Linked DNA regions of Sus scrofa: region 1 is linked to region 2. Evidence: chromatin contacts called from public Hi-C data. All regions are on one chromosome and are shown on one strand. The core of a region is the stretch at or near the end of the contact, and the rest is flanking DNA. Distances in the headings are between cores, read along the strand shown. Region 1 overlaps CSPG4 (chondroitin sulfate proteoglycan 4). Region 2 holds the start of ODF3L1 (outer dense fiber protein 3-like protein 1).

The links. A called contact is a pair of places that touch in the nucleus more often than the background predicts.
Region 1: a Hi-C map of retroperitoneal adipose tissue shows a contact between it and region 2, with 2.2 times the contacts expected there. The contact joins the enhancer-like site here to the promoter of ODF3L1 in region 2. A contact is called at or near these places in 12 of 47 Hi-C or Micro-C datasets (adipose tissue, embryonic fibroblasts, fetal heart ventricle and 5 more) and 1 of 2 datasets of contacts at active chromatin or transcription factors (skeletal muscle).

The regions. Positions count from the first base shown.
Region 1 is chr7:57,977,415-57,981,021 of Sscrofa11.1, forward strand. CSPG4 (chondroitin sulfate proteoglycan 4) reads left to right here. Exons shown (of 10, transcript XM_003128485.6): 5 at 1-92; 6 at 2,791-2,989; 7 at 3,069-3,203; 8 at 3,303-3,469. Among named protein-coding and RNA genes, the nearest start is that of CSPG4, 30 kb to the left of the region's middle. Within about 2 kb of position 1,682, at least 14 of the 83 cell types and tissues checked have an H3K27ac peak or open chromatin away from gene starts, as enhancers often do. A contact at or near this core is called in adipose tissue and retroperitoneal adipose tissue, where this site is marked.
Region 2 is chr7:57,937,086-57,940,511 of Sscrofa11.1, forward strand. ODF3L1 (outer dense fiber protein 3-like protein 1) reads right to left here and starts at 1,935. Exons shown (of 4, transcript XM_001929275.5): 1 at 1,715-1,935; 2 at 787-897. The coding sequence starts at 1,835.

The DNA.
Region 1 (3,607 bases), core at 432-2,931, 40 kb after region 2:
TGGACCGCCAGAGCCATCCCGTGGCCTTCACCATCACCATCCTGCCTGTCAACGACCAACCCCCTGTCCTCACCACAAACACAGGCCTGCAGGTGAGAGCATTCTAGAACCACCTCCCGCCTCCCCTCCCAGAGAGAGACCCAGCACATAGCTCCCCCTTTCTGAGCCTCAGGTTCCTCTTCTGTAAAATGAGGACACTGCCACATGCCTCACTAGGTTATCGGGAAGCGAGAAGAGCTATTGCACTGAAAATAGAACACAGGTTAAGGCTTTCTTATTGGACACTTCTAAGTGCAGTAGACAGCCTTGTGCAGGGGCATGCTTGGCCCTGTCTTCCCTGGACTCACCTTTAGCAGGAAGCTTTTGCAGTGGCTCAAGACCAGATCTCCTCGGAGTTCCCGTCATGGTGCAGTGGTTAATGAATCCGACTAGGAACCACGAGATTGCGGGATTGGTCCCTGGCCTTGCTCAGCAGGTTAAGGATCCAGTGTTGCCTTGAGCTGTGGTATAGGTCGCAGATGCGGCTCAGATCCCACATTGCTGTGGCTCTGGCGTAGGCTGGTGGCTACAGCTCCAATTAAGACCCCTAGCCTGGTAACCTCCATATGCCACGGGAGCAGCCCCAGAAAAGGCAAAAAGACAAAAAAAAAAAAAAAAAAAAAACAGAACTCCTGAAGAAAATTCTTTCAAACCCTTAAAGGTAAGAGTTCCCATCATGGCTCAGTGGAAACGAACCCGTCTAGTTTCCATGAGGTTGCGGGTTCAATCTCTGGCCTCACTCAGAGGGTTAAGGTTCCAGCATTGTAGTGAGCTGTGGTGCAGGTGGCAGACACAGCTCGGATCCCACATTGCTGTGGCTGTGACGTAGGCTGGCAGCTACAGCTCTGATTCTACCCCCACCCTGGGAATCTCCATATGCCGTGGGTTCAGCCCCAAAAAGACAAAAAGATAAAAACAAAAAAAACCCTTGAGGGTGGACTCCAACTGCTCCCCACTTCCACCTGCAGCAAATCATGGCCACAGCTTGGCTCCCCAGCTCGCTGCCTCTTACACTACTGCAGAGTAGTGGTGCCCCCATCCATCAGAAGTGGAGGTTGAGGCCAAGACAGGTATCATAACTTCTCCATGGGTCACAAAGGAAGTTACTGGTGGAACTGAAAGAGTGTGGCTTGACCGAGGCCACACAGCAGGATAGCGAATGGCTGGGCCTTGGATGCTGACTTCTATGGTATGAACTCTGGGTCAGAAGCAGCCATGGAAGGTTTCAAGAGAGGGCTGATGGGATGTCTGTGACATGGGGCACTGGGAATCTTTGCTGGTATAGGATGTGCCTGGTGGAGAGGCCAGCAGAGGGTAAGGTACAGCTAAGGGCTGCCCTGGGACCACAGTCAGATGGTGCTGTGTGGCATTTCAGCCACAAGATGGCGCTGCCCACTGTGTTTGTGCCGGGAACCCCGCGCTGACGCTTGGCCTCTGTACTTGGTGGCCCTCCTTCCAGTGTTCCGGCAGAGGTCTGCCTTGGGCTGGGGGAAGGAATCCCAGAGGGCTCAGTTTTCCAGGGATAGAAACCCCTCCCCAATACTGCCCATAAGTTGCTGACCCAGCAGGACATGTAACAGGGCCCTGGGAGCAGGATCCTGCCCTGCTAGCTGGTGGGAGGCCTCGGGGAGGAAGTGCTCCCCTTCCCTCTGAGCAGAGGGAGAGGCTGCCTGCACCCAGCATGTTCTCACCCACCTGCCTGGGGCCTGTGATTGCACTGGAAACACTGGGCTCCATCCCTCCCAGTATTGCTCCAGCTTACCAAGCCTCCCATACCCTCCCTCGTATGGAAGGGGAGCCCATTTCTAAATATCCTGGGCAGGAGTTCCCATCGTGGTGCAGCGGAAACGAATCCGACTAGGAACCATGAGGTTTCAGGTTCAATCCCTGGCCTTGCTCAGTGGGTTAAGGATCCAGCATTGCCGTGAGCTGTGGTGTAGGTCATAGACGTGGCTCAGATCCTGCGTTGCTGTGGCTGTGGTGTACGCAGGCAGCTATAGCTCTGATTACACCCCTAACCTGGGAACCTCCGTGGGCCGTGAGTGTGGCCCTAAAAAGACAAAAAGACTAAATGAATAAATAAATAAATAAATATCCTGGGCAGACCAAAATCACCATGCCCAGGAATTCCTGTTGTGGCGCGGCGGTAATGAACCTGACTAGTATCCATGAGGACACAAGTTCGATCCCTGGTCTCACTCAGTGGGTTAAGGATCTGGCTTTGCTGTGAGCTGTGGTGCAGGTGCTACTCAGATCTGGTGTTACTGTGGCTGTGGTGTGGGCCAGCAACTGCCACTCTTATTAGACCCTTAGCCCAGGAACTTCCATATGCCAAGGATGCAGCCCTAAAAAGCCAAAAAACAAACAAATAAACCACCGTTCCCATAGTGTGCCAGACTCACCATGGAGGGTCTGAAGAGAGACCCCTGCCCTGCCAGTGAACCACATTAAGCAGCACTCCGGGTCATGGTAAAGGGCTCTCTAGAGGTAAATTTCCATGAGTTCACCTTAGAGACAAGCAGGATTCGGGCAGGTGGGGAGCAGGGAGCTTTCGCATGGAGGCCCTTGGGCTAACAGGGCAAGGTGAAGGGGCTGGGGCTTTGTGCAGGGAAGCCCAGGACAGCGTGCACCTCCATGCCAGCTAAGAGCCTGAGCCCAGTGCTTGGAGCCCTGCTCGCCACCCCAGGGCCTGGGAGGAAGGAAGTGGGTGAGCTTGGCCAGGGCAGAACCTTCACAGGCTTGTGTCCCCAGATGTGGGAAGGGGCCACTGTGCCTATCCCTACGGAGGCCCTTAGGGGTGCAGACAACGACTCAGGACCCGAGGACCTGGTCTACACCCTTGAGCAGCCTATCAACGGACGGGTATTGCTGCGGACAGAGCCGGGCACCGAGGTCCACAGCTTCACCCAGGCCCAGCTGGACGGCGGGCTTGTGCTGTTCTCACACAAAGGTAAGTGCTGAGAGGTGGGGATGCCCTGAGCGTGGGCGCCGGCATGGGCCAGCGAGACCCAACTCCACCCCTGTCCTAGGAGCCCTGGATGGAGGCTTCCGCTTCAGCCTGTCTGATGGTGAGCACACTTCCCCTGGACACTTCTTCCGGGTGGTGGCCCAGAAGCAGCCGCTCCTCTCGCTGGAGGGCAGCCGGACGCTGACTGTCTGCCCAGGTGGGTGCACCACGCCAGGGTCATACTGCCTCTCCAGCCATTGCAGGCCTTGCCCTGGCTCCCGAGCCAAGGCTGACAGTCCCCTTTTGCCTCTCGCAGGCTCTGTCCAGCCACTCAGCAGCCAGAGCCTGCGAGCCAGTTCCAGCGCAGGCACCGACCCCCGCCACCTGCTCTACCAGGTGGTGCAGGGTCCCCAGCTTGGCCGGCTCTTCCACACCCAGCGGGGCCCCGCTGGGGAGGCCCTGGTGAACTTCACTCAGGCAGAGGTAAGGACCCCTCTCTACAGCCACCACTTAGACTCCGGCCTGGAATAGCCCACTCTGCCTCTGGACACACATGTGGACATGGGTACGAGCTCCAGCAGTGTTGGCAGCCACTCCCCGGGCTCACCATGGTCCAGCCTC
Region 2 (3,426 bases), core at 685-3,184:
CTCGGGTATTTCGGAAGCCTTGATTTTCTGCAAAATGGGGCTTTTAATACATAATTTAACATTCTCAAGGTCTTGTTCAGGAGTCCTCTGGGGACACAGTGGGTTAAGGATCCAGCAGGTCCTGCTGTGGCACGGGTTTGATCCCTGCCCTGGGAACTTCAGGCATGGCCCAAAGAAAGAGCAGATTCTGTTCAGAGGAACAGATAAAATAACAGCTGCGTCTAGCGGCTTGGTCTGCCCCCACCCCATAAGGGACTGATGCCAAGGGGATAATAAAAAGCTAATGGATAATTTTAGATGAAGAATGGGGTCCCAGTCCCAGAAAGGGGGTTTTCCTCCTGAAGAGGGTGTGTCCCCCCCAAGGAGGGGCCTATATCTCAAACCTCCAGATACACCCCCACCCTCTTCTCTCACTGGCCTTGCCCAGCAGGCCCAGCTCCTCTGTGACCCTCTGCTCCCACCCTTCCAGGGGATTCTAAGCCATCTGGGACACTTCGGGGTCCACCACCCCCACCACTTTCCCCCCAGCTACTCCCGCCCAGCTGCTGTGGCAAGTGAACCCACGGCAGCCAGAGTTAAAGGACCCCAGCGAAAAAGCAGGCAGAAGGGGACCCTGCTCTGCCTGCTGGACGTGGCATCGTCCCCTCTAAGCTCAATCTGGAGGTCCAGGCCGGAGAGGCCCACGGATTTGCCTTCAGAGGGACAGGGCACTTGGCATCCTGCCAGCTTCCTCTTGGACCCAGAGGGCCACCTGTGTGTCCCATTCAAGGGAAGGTGAGCACTCACGTTTCTCTGAGTGCCGGGTGTGCAGGGTGTAGGCCGGCTCCTGGAACATGGAGATATCATGGTCTATGTAGCCCGTGCAGGACGGCCGGAGGTACTTGGCAGGCCCGGGACCTGTGAGCACAGACGGGGCGGCCCTGAGCCTGGGCCCGTCAGATCAGAGGTGGGAGAAGCCCCAAATGCAGTGGGCCTCGTGAACATGGGGAGGGGGCAGAGGGTGGGGCGGTCTTTGCTCCCACTGATGTCGCACTGCCACCAATCCCACCATCGAGCTGCTTCCTTTGGGGAAAGGCAGTATTCCCAGATAAGATGCAGTTTCTCTCCGACAGGCAATGCATAGGAAGAAAAGTAATAATTACAAGTAACTGAGAGTTTATTCTGTGCCTAGTACTATGCGGAGCATTTTCCACGGGTTATTTCAGTTAAGCCTCTCAACACCTCTGTAAGATGCATACTCCTAATCTTCCCACCTTACAGATGAGAAAAACGAGGCTTAGAAATATCAATTTGCCCAAAGTCACACAAGTTGTTAGTGTGAAAATTCTGAGCCATTAGCCAACAGAGCCCAAATATTTAATCATACGCTAAACCACCTCCCATACAGAGCAACAATCAGTCATTCACAATGTAGTAAGAATCAGTTTGTCTGCTTTCAGTTGAGCATAAGAGTGAAGGGAAGTGAGGAAAGCTAAAGCTGGGCTAAAGATGCCACTGAATCCCTAGCATTTTTCCAAAACTGGCTTTACTTCACATCCCTTACTCCCTCTCTCCCCAAACCACCCCCCAAAATTCCCAGCAGCTAGTATTGCCTGCAAGGTTCAGCTTGGAAACTGATCTTCTGTAGCTTCAAGGGCTAGAAGGCTGGGACACTCTCAGCAGCTCTGCAGAGAGGGGAATGAGCCCAAACCCAGGGCAGGGGGCCTGCTCTCACCTTTGATGGTTGCCAGGACCACAGGGGTCTGCTTTACCTCCTGCCCCGAGGGCACCTGCACCTTCTTCTCTGGGTGCTGCCCATAGAACACAGGGTTCCTGGCCCCCTTGGGCAGTTTCATGCCTGGGGCCCAAGAGGGAGTAATAGCAGATTGCTGCTGAGAGATCTAAGTGGCTGGCAAGGAGCTGGCCCTGGGTCCTCTGCCCAAGGCCCCGGGTCCACTCTCTCTCCCTGGCACCAGAGGTTGCGTGGAGGCTGGGAAGGAAGACGGTCCTCCGGTTTGAGCAGTGGAGGCCGGCTGGGGTGCAGCCAGCTGCAGGGGCCCGCAGTCTGGAGCTAAGGATGACATCACCACAGAACTTGGACTGTGAAACCCAGAGTGTTTATTTCCCCCAGTTGCCGTGGCGCCTGAACCGTGGCTGAGAAATTCTACGCTGGCAGCTCAGTTGCGGAACCCTGAGGACTCAGTGGGGGCCCCACGGTCCCCGATCCCAACCCGACTAAACATCCTGAGGGTCCATCCCCAGGGCTCTGGGTCGGGAAGGGAGAAGGGAGAGGTGGAGTGACAGATCCAGCTCTTCACTCCTGGTGGGTGCCCTGAAAGAGTGCACCGCTCATGGGTAAAGGGTTCTTGCCACCTGCACAGCCGCCTGGGGGTGGCCCTCTGCTCCCTGCCCCTCCCAACTCTCCCCCCCCCATATTCTAGATGCCCTCCCTTCTATCACAGTCTGGTTTTTCTTGGGAAAGTTTCAAGCCAATTATTTCACACTAAGGTGGGACTGTCTGATAGCTTCCCAGGTTTTTATCCCAGGGTGTGACATCTTTAGAGGAATACTACCTGCTGCTGGCATTTCAGGCAGGGACTGGGGAAAAAATGAAGGCACATAGAGGGTAATGCTGAGGCCTCCAGAAGCTACTTCTGGGAACTGTATCTAGTCCCTTGTGATGGAGCATGATAATGTGAGAAAAAGAAGGTAAATATGTATGTGTGACTGGGTCACCTTGCTGTACCGTAGAAAATCGACAGAACCCTGTATACCAGCTATGATGGAAAAAATAAAATTCATTAAAACAAAGAAAAAAAAGAAGAAGCTACTTTCGTTGCTGGTGGTCAAGAACGCCCCCTGCGGTGGCAGGAATGTGAGGAAAGACATTGAAAGGCAGGGAAGCTATCCAGCTGCCAAAAGATTGATGGATGAGCCCCCCCGCTGAGGAAATGCTAGAGACCCCTTCACCCCTAAAAAACAGGAGGCTGGGGGGCCCTGGGGTCTGCTTTTACCCACCACTTCATAGCTCAGATGAGGGATTTGGTCTGGAGGAATGACTGCTGGCTTTAGAGAGGGTGTCACAGCCTCGGTACACAGATTAAGAAACGAGGACCAGAAAGGAGTAAAGACTTCCCCGGAGTCTCCTATTGCATTAGCAGCAGAGATGGAACCAGAGCACAAACCCCAGGACTCTCTTTGGATCAAAGGCGACAAAACCACACTCTGCACTCACTCCAACCAGCAGGCACAGTGAGGGCCCCCACAGACCAGCCGGGTGAGCTGGGAGCCCCAGAAGCCCTTCGTGGGACCAAAAGGCTTGGAACAGAGGGCAGGGTCCCGCTCCAGAGGCAGCAGATCCTGCCTGTGCCTCTCTCATCAGCCGTGGGGCAGCCAGCCGAGCCCCTGGTTTCTGGAGAGGGAGGGCTGGGCAAGGCGGGGGGGATT